Regions from separate parts of the Sus scrofa genome. Here region 1 is linked to region 2. The links are chromatin contacts, called in public Hi-C maps. All regions are on one chromosome and are shown on one strand. Each heading gives the region's core, a stretch centred on a gene start, on an enhancer-like site or on the middle of the called end of the contact. The rest is flanking DNA. Distances are from core to core; before and after follow the strand shown. Region 1 has its middle 53 kb from the start of SLC38A4. Region 2 overlaps LOC106510388 (a long non-coding RNA gene).

The links. Hi-C and Micro-C count contacts between places; a contact is called where the count stands out from the background.
Region 1: a Hi-C map of retroperitoneal adipose tissue shows a contact between it and region 2, with 2.0 times the contacts expected there. The contact joins two enhancer-like sites. A contact is called at or near these places in 22 of 47 Hi-C or Micro-C datasets (adipocytes, alveolar macrophages, blood and 16 more) and 2 of 2 datasets of contacts at active chromatin or transcription factors (alveolar macrophages and skeletal muscle).

Annotation. Positions count from the first base shown.
Region 1 is chr5:77,540,363-77,544,939 of Sscrofa11.1, reverse strand. No RefSeq gene overlaps it. Among named protein-coding and RNA genes, the nearest start is that of SLC38A4, 53 kb to the right of the region's middle. Within about 2 kb of position 3,074, at least 6 of the 83 cell types and tissues checked have an H3K27ac peak or open chromatin away from gene starts, as enhancers often do. A contact at or near this core is called in retroperitoneal adipose tissue, where this site is marked.
Region 2 is chr5:76,962,862-76,967,463 of Sscrofa11.1, reverse strand. All of the region lies in intron 2 of LOC106510388 (a long non-coding RNA gene), which reads right to left. Among named protein-coding and RNA genes, the nearest start is that of SCAF11, 89 kb to the right of the region's middle. Within about 2 kb of position 2,888, at least 11 of the 83 cell types and tissues checked have an H3K27ac peak or open chromatin away from gene starts, as enhancers often do. A contact at or near this core is called in retroperitoneal adipose tissue, where this site is marked.

The DNA of each region.
Region 1 (4,577 bases), core at 1,825-4,324, 580 kb before region 2:
CAATGCCAGATCCAAGCCACGTCTTCGACCTACACCACAGCTCACGGCAATGCCGGATCCTTAACCCACTGAGCAAGGCCAAGGATCGAACCTGCAACCTCATGGTTCCTAGTCGGGTTCATTAACCACTGTGCCAGGACGGGAACTCCTGAAATTTTTTTGAATGGACCCAAATCACATTAAACATTTTTCTCAAAAAATATTTGATGTCTTTTTCTAATGAAGATCTGGGGTAGTGCTATCTGATAGAATTCTCTGTGAGGATAAAAAGGTTCTAAATCTGTACCACTAGCCATGTAGCTAATGAGCACTTAAAACGTTTCTAGTTTGATAGAAAAACTGACTTCTTAATTGTATATTTAATTTTAAATAATTAAAAATTAAGTAACCACCTGTGTCTAGTGACTACTCTTTTGGGCCCTGCAGATTCAGGGCTTCAAGCTCCTAAGAGCCAGCACTTAAAATATGTGTAGTGTGATACAAAAAACTGGCTTTTAAATTGTATTTAATGTTCATTAATTAAAATTTAAGTAGCTACCTGTGTCTTGTGGTTACTGTTTTGGACCCTGAAGATCCAGGGCTCTTAGATCCTAAGAGCTATATGTTCTAATTCTCCCCACTAAAAAGTTAGGAGTCCAAATTGCTTCCACAGCCATCATCACCTATGCAGAAAATCAGAACCATAAAAATACATGAAGGGGAGTTCCCGTCGTGGCGCAGTGGTTAACGAATCCGACTAGGAACCATGAGATTGCGGGTTCGGTCCCTGCCCTTGCTCAGTGGGTTAACGATCCGGCGTTGCCGTGAGCTGTGGTGTAGGTTGCAGACGCGGCTCGGATCCGGCGTTGCTGTGTCTCTGGCGTAGGCCGGTGGCAATGGCTCCGATTCAACCCCTAGCCTGGGAACCTCCATATGCCGCGGGGGCGGCCCAAGAAATAGCAAAAAGATAAAAAAAAAAAAAAAAAAAAAAAAAAAGAAAATACATGAAGGAATCTCTTCTCCGCACAGAACAGGGATTGGGAAGAGAGATGGAAATTTGATGTTTGTATTTAGTTTTATGGAGCTAAAAAAACAGTGCAAATATCCACAAACCACCACCTTCCCCTGACTCCATGAAATATATACTTTAATACAGAGAATTAAAAAAGTACCTCCCCTTCTGACATGCTATAGACTCAAACAATTTCTCATTTTGCTCAAGTGGAAGAATTTCCTCCTAAATCGTTTTCTCTTATTCCAAGTTAGAGTTTTATTCATTCATTCAATAGACATCAATTAAGCACATTGACTGGGCTTCCATATAGTTAATAAAGCTTTTAAGCACTGCAATCATCTGTGTAAATCTGACATGTTTACTGAATTAGCCAGCAGGGTATAAACCAGATTGTCTTTATTCTTTTCCCCCCAGGACCCTTCAACCTGCTCTCTTGCTGGTTCTTTCCTGCCCTGGAGGAAATACCAAGCATATTCCACAACTTTTCTGGTCTCCTGCCGTCCCAAGAGTAATTTCATTCTATAGTTTGGAAAAGCATCTTCCAGTCTAACCTTGAAAGATCTACGGTTTATCCAATTAAAAGCCTCTGCCTCTCCCATCAAGGACTGTCTGTGGCTGGGAAATCTCCAGTGTGGATCCGGGGGGGGGTCTCCTCCTTGCTTCTCCCAGTCTCCTACTCCTCACCCCTCACTAGCTGCTGTATGGGGTCCCTCCAGGGATGGAGCAAATGGAAGAAGGGAGAAGTTTTAGTGATGGTCTCTTCTAACTGTACTAGTGCCGTCACAGTCTGGGATGTGCCTCTGGTAGCAGATGCACAATTGAGGACTCGGGATATGACCCGCGCCCCTAACATCATCTTACGAGGCTCCTCACTTACACTTCTTTTGACTTGGATGAAGATGCCTCCTTGGTTGGCCACCATCAATTCCACCATCAATTCATCTTCCTGGCTCCCAGGCAGTCCACACCTATGTTGAATCCCCTTGGCCCTCCAGACCAACCTGTTTTTGGTTCAACATGTGTATCTCAGTCAGGAGACTCCTGGCCATAACCAGTGATGTACAGGAAAACAAATTAACAACCAGATTTTTTTTGGTGTGGATAGGAATCCCCAATTCGGAGCACTTCACAGTTTCTGAGTTTTAAATAGTCCCATCATGGCCACTTTCGAGCTAACAAGATGATGTCACTGGGTACAGAGTTGGGAAGAGATGTGCCCAATCAGCTCTAGTGAGCTGGCTCCAGTATCTACTGTTGCTTCAGTAAGTGACAAGTCAAACTGGCTTATGCTATAAAGGAATAGATTGGTTTATATTACAAGAAACCTGGAGGTGGGTGAGAGTTAGGGCTTTCTTATCTGTGAGTTTATGGAACTCGTAAAACAGCCAAGTTCTTTCTGGCTCCAGGAGCAATGTTGTCTTGATTTTTTTTTTTTTTTTTGTCATGCGCCAAATGTTACATTTTTTTTACCCTGAACTGGTATAATTTGAGGTAAATCTGTTGCCTTCTTTATTGCATTGTTTTAGTACTACTTAAACTTTTAAAAAATAATTTGTATTAACGTGTTGTTGATTTATAATATTCCTTCAATTTCTGCTGTATGCTAAAGTGACACAGTTTATATATATACATATATATTCTTATATATATATTCTTTTTTTTCATACTAATCTTCCATCATGTTTTAACCCAAGAGATTGGACATCGTTCCCTGTGCTGTACAGAAGGACCCCATCGTTTATCTATTCTAAATGTAATAGTTTGCATCTATCAACAAATGTTGTCTTGAGTTTGAGGCACTGTTCTTGACTTGAGTAGAGTTAGCTCATTTTGAATTTTTTCTTGGTCTGAGCTTTGGACCTTTAAAGTAACTTGGGATCAAAGACCTTATCAGTAGATTTTTCTTTAGAATTTAATTTCTCTCCTCTCCTCTTAGACTCAGAATCATTTTCAGGTGAAGAAAAAAGTTGTGCCAGACAATGTGTAAAGTCCTATCAGCTTTCAAAGAGTTATGAGCTGCTCCCACAACTTGTTTCCACATAACCTTGTTTCTATGTACACTTTTCCATGATGATCTCATCTCCTCACATGGTTTCAGTTATTGTCTCTGTGTGCAGTAGATAATTCACAAATATGTAAGTCTAGCTCTGAAATCTCTTCATGACTCTAGTACCTACGTTTCAAATTCCCAATCAACATTTTTTTCTATGGGGGTCCCAGGGACTTCAAATGCAACTCATCTAATCTGAATAAATCACTCTTCCCTTGTTCTTTCCAAGTACATAAACGAACAAGAGCTAAACTTTTCCAGAAAGGGTCAGTCACTGTTAAGGGCACCACTACTCTCCAAGGAAAAAAAAAATGACTCATCTTTTGATAATTAAGGATGATGCTCAGGTCAAAATCTGATTTAAGAAAATAAATGACTCATCGTTTAATGCACTGAGAGAGGGAAGGCATAGAGGATAAAGTGGTCTCTTATGATAAGGGTTGGAGGAGAAGGCGTAGAGAATAGGGGATGAACTTGGCTTTGAGTACCTTATTTATTTATTTATTTTTTGGCCACACCTGTGGCATATGGAAGTTCCTGTGCCAGGAATCGAACCTGTGCTACCACAGAGACAATACCAGATCCTTAATCCCACCGTGCCACAGAGGGAATTCCTGGTCATGCCAAATTTAAAGCGTGATTTTGACGTCCCAGAGAAGGTATCTGGAGACAATGATGCTCACTGGTCTGGTACTCAGGGGAGAGATCCCGGCTGGGGAGAAAGATGGACTTGACGGTACCGGTGTGGAAAAGCACACTCAGGTGGAGCAGGCAGAGTGAGGAAAGAAGAATAGTGAGGCTGATGCCCTGAGCATGATATTGAAGGAAAGACATGGAGAGAAAATATCTTCAAAAGTTGACTGAAAAAAGCAGGGAGGTCGGAAGAAAGCCAAGATAATGACATGTTCTTGAAGTCAAGGGAAGAGAAGTTTCAAGGAAAATTTCCGGTCTGGAGAGCCAACTCTTGTTGACACCTGACAGAGGGTTGAGGCCTGTGAAGTGTACTCTGGATTAGCAATAAAGAGCTTGTGGGAGATCTTCCAAATGCATTTGCAGGGGTGTGTGGGGTGCAGCCGCCAGGATGTGGTGAGCGGGAAGTGAAGACACAGATGACTATTCAGCAAATGGTGTTAGCAAAAAGGGATAACCTTTTGGGAGGAAGAATCAACACATGTTCGCTTAAATATCCATTATGTGGCCAGGGTGGAAAATAAAAACAAACAGGAAATAAATCCAAGAGCTCATCCTCCAGGAAGATGTAAGAGAAGGCTTCAACCGATATGCAGCCCAACATTCACTGGCATTTTCAGGGGCAGCAATGTGAAGAAAGTATTTTCAGGACCAGAAAGGGTTTGAGTACAGGTGTAACGACAGCAGAGGAAGGTATGTATGTGCTGAGGAGCTGTCGTGTTTCAGAAAAATTAACTAAGATTAACCAAGACAGAGCAAAGGGAGGGAAACCTGCAAGCAGGACGAACACGGGCTGGGAGGCTCTCTTCCACTGCTCTTTTCACCGACGTTTGAACATCTTCA
Region 2 (4,602 bases), core at 1,639-4,138:
AAAGCCAGAAGGAGCTCAGAGGCCAAGGCTACAGCCTATACGAAGCAACAACTTCCCTCCAGCCCCTACTCAGTCCTTTTGCTAAGTTTGATTCAGCCTACCAGGGTTCGCCTTCTTGCCCTATGGCTTCTAACCTGTCCCCTACACACTTCAAATGTGGCACACAATCCCACATCAAATATGCTTGATTATGTCTACACTAGATTTTAAACAGTTTCAAGTTCTCCTCCACTCTTATGTGTGGAGAGAGCAGGTTCTTAAGGGAAAGAAATGTTGCTTTGGTTCACATTTTAGCAGCCAAGCCTCAATTTCAGCCCAGCAAGGATGGCTACTCTGCCTGGAATGATCGCTTTTACAGGTCAATAGTATAACTCCTCCTTTATTTGTCCGTCTTCATCTCTGGACTGTGAGCTGCAATAAGGGAGGAGACTAAGCCAACAGTCACCACGTTATACCCCAGACTCAGCATGGTCCTGAGCACATAGCAGGTTCCACAAAACATCTGTTGAAAACTGACAAAGGAGAATTCAAAATGATGCCGTGGGTCTACAAAGTAACAAAAGAGCCTCAATCCTTTAAATAACTGTCAACAACCTTTCTATAATACTAATAATCATTTAAGAATTTCTTCATAAAATGACAATACGTCTTATTCAATAAGCACATGATAAAAGATGGCAATGTCAGCTGGAACCCCAAAAACAATCTCGCCAAAATGTAGGGTTTCAATACTCTGTTCATCTTTGTATCATCTGTGAGATGTCACTGTTTGATGCATATAATTGAAGCTCTTCCCACAAATGATTTTTTAAAACTTTAAGTGTAGAAGACAGAGGGCCCAAGGAATATTAAGTTTTAAAAAAGAGGTGTTCGAGGTCTCTGGAGGGGAGGGTGTGAAGGAGGCATCTATGATTTATTACTATAAATGAAGGACATGCACATTTTTGTTTGTTTGGTTTTTGTTTTTTACGGCAGCACCCACAACATTTGGAAGTTCCCAGGCTAAGGGTTGAATCAGAGCTACAGCTGCCAGCCACGGCCACAGCCATAGCAACACCAGATCCCCGACCCACTGAGCAAGGCCAGGGGTCGAACCCGCATCCTCATGGATACTAGCGTTTCCACTGCGCCACAATGGGAACTCCCAATGACTTGCAAATTTAATGCAAGTTTTATGCAAACCAGAGTCCAGTATTCCCAATAAACAGCCGATATTCCCAGTAAGCAGTAATTCCTTTCTATAACAGGACCGGTGTAGCAAAACAACCACAGTAGTAATATTAATCTCTGCCAAAATTATAATCACTATGATACTTTCTCAATGGGACGAGGAGAATGTGACAGTCCCTAAAATGAAGTTCATCAAACAAACAAAAGACAGAATGCATTGATGATGGTTAGCCATGTGAGGGCTTGAGTTTGCAAACAGGACTGGCAGTTCACACTAGCACTGAGGTGCCCTGGTACTGTTCATTTGGGGCCACACCCCACAGGACAACAAGCTCCCTCACAATGCTGTGCCAGTGTTTCCTCACTCAGGCATAGAGACAGAGTATAGCAATGACTGTCCCTCCCTTTCCGCTGGGCTTGCCAACGGTAGGGTCACTTGGAACCAGTTCTGGGACCCTGTGGCACTGAGAAGAGACCACCTCATTTCCTGTGGATGAGAAAGTAGTCTGCAGATGTCCAGAGGCAAGTCACTACCAACCTATGTTGGATTTTGACAGGACCTAGAGATTCCCAAAGTCAGCTTTTCAAAGAGTGCGTGCTACTTAGATTAGATAACAGCCATTCTTTGAGGGACGTGTTTGTTAGACGAGTCCAAAATACAGATCTTTCATTTAGTATCTGACATGATTGGACCTGAAGAAAAAGCCAGGAGATACACAAATACCTAGAAAGGTCTTAGCCCCCACCCCCAAAGAAAATACAATGCTCAGAACAATGTAATCATACTTACAATTATTAAAAAAAACTGGAATCTAAAATATGGCACAAACATTCCTATCTACAAGATCAAAAGAGATTATGGACATGGAGTGCAGACTTGTGGTTGCCGGGGGATGAGGGAGGAAGTGGGATGGATGGGAGTTTGGAGTTAGTAGATGCAAACTATTCCATTTAGAATGGATAAGCAATGAGGTCCTACTGTACAGCACAGGGAACTATATCCAATCTCTTAGGGTAGAACATGATGGAAGACAGTATGAGAAAAAGAATGGATATATGTATGACTGGGTCTCTATGCTGTATGGCAGAAATTGACACAATGCTGTAAATCAACTACACTCTAATTAAAAAAAAAGATTCCATAAAAATATGATAATATATTGATATAATATAACCTTATATGTCACATCATTAATATGGAATTAATTTAATTTGATGGTATGTTATTGATAAATAGTAGTAACATATGCATAATAAATCCTTTTTATGCCAAAAATAAATAAATACATGAATATAAGAATTCTGAAAAAAATTTGGATTTTTTTTTAAACATTTCCACATGAAACTGGAAATAGAGACAACATTTTATTAGGTTGTGATTTGACACAGCAAGAGAGGTTGTCTACTCTGCAAGGCAGCTGGGTTAACAACCTGGACAGAACTGACGTCAATTCTCTTAAGCTGGCTCGTCAATTCAGCTCAACAGGTCATTTAAGTAAATGCTTGGTCTATTTATCTCTTTTTCAAGGAATTAACTGGTTGCTTGATGACATGCTCAAAGGGGTTTGCTATTTTAACATTGGTAGGTATAAGCTCTTATTAATAGCTTTTTAAAAAGGAGAAAGAGGAATAAAAACTGCTAGCATATATTTTAGGTACCTCAAACACACCACCACAGCCACCACCACTTCCTGTAAATTTTGAAAACTTCCTCACCCTTTCATCTCAACTGTTCAGTTCAGCAGCATTACAGAACAATAGGTCTGGTGCTATAGGATCAGTGTCTCATTTTAGAAAATGGTAAGAAGGGGTGTTAAAGTATATTGTAGGGCAAACCATTCTCTTCCACAATCAAGTTCCTATCTTGGCCCATAAAGTCGAAGCTTCCTCCCTCCCTCCCTTTGCTGTCAGCATCCTTGACCAAGGGAAGAGAAGTGATCTACCCAATTAGTATGACTGGGACGCTTAGGAAGTAGGAAATGAGTGTGCAGGGCACAGCCTCTGCCTCTTTGTCTTTTTCTCTTGGTCCCTCTGTCACTCACTATGGACTGACCTTAAGACAAACACATTTTCTGCTCTGAAATGCAAGAAGTGACTTCTACCCCTTGGGGAGAGATTCACAGCCTGTGATGATCCAGCCCTGCCAGCAACTGGGAGGGTAAACTCAGTTCAGGGACAAAGAATTAGGAAGCCCACTTGGCCACAGAGCTATGCTGTGACCTCTAATCAGGTGTGTTTGTAATTAAGTTGAGATATTGATCTTTTATCCTTCCCTTCCAAACTTCCAAACTCAGGAGGGAAGGAAAGGGATGTTACTTATTGCTCCTTCCCAAAAAGTCAATACATTTAAATTCTAATTGTGTGTTATAGTTAATATTTTGATTTTTCATCTGACTTTCTAATTATGGCACCAGATTAATGCTGAAGCAGGAATGAAAGAGCCTGGTATACCTATCTATAAATATTGATGTTTTGGTAGACATTCACCAACCAGCTTTCTGGGAAGAAAAAGTTGATCATCTCTGTGATGTGAAATTTCAAGCCGCTCATGGTGGTGACATCACTGCCTCAATGTCACAAGCTGGAATTTACCAGCTGCAGCACACCACAATCTATAAAGAATGCTGAACTTCTGTTATTTCCTGAGAATTAAACTCCAAGGATTCTTGTGCCAATTTTATAAACAAACTACCACTTTATTAGCTCTTGAAACTAATAAGTGACTGCAATCCTTATTATCCAGCTGCCTGTTAAAGAAGAATCACCTACTGCAACATGCAGTTCAGATAAGATGCCATTAGTTGAATCATCCTTCTTTTCTTTTCTCCTCCTCTCTTCTTTCCTCTACCAAACAGACTGTTTGGCTGTCAGGAGCAGCAGCGGAAACACCCTGTGAAGGACTGTTCACAGCCTTTTGAGAGATGTGGATGACCATGTTGGCTAAAATGGAAAGTTAAGACACATTAAGGGGCACTAATACTTGTGGAATCCCCTAGCTAGGACCTCCTGAAGTTTGGAAGGCGTATAATGCATTGGAAAGAATGGACTTACAAGTGACAGAGAGTTGGATGTGAATATTTACTGATGTTTACTGGCTCTGCCACCCTGGAAAGTGAGTAGCAGCAGGCCTGTAATACATTCTCTCTCTTAATTGAGGAAATGTGCCTGGGAAAGAAAGGAAGATAATCCGGTTAATTTCCTTGCAATTACGTAGTGACAGACCCTCAGGCAAACACACTAACACTGCCTGTAATCCTTATCTATGGAATGCTTTGGGCAGGATGAACCTGATCTCTCTAGGATTGATTACCATGGTAATCAAATCTGAAATTTATGAATATATGGAATTTTGTTTCCTAATATCATCACATAATCTATGTAACTATCGGAGGATAAAATGGAGATATTTCATGAAAGGAACAGCTCTCTTCT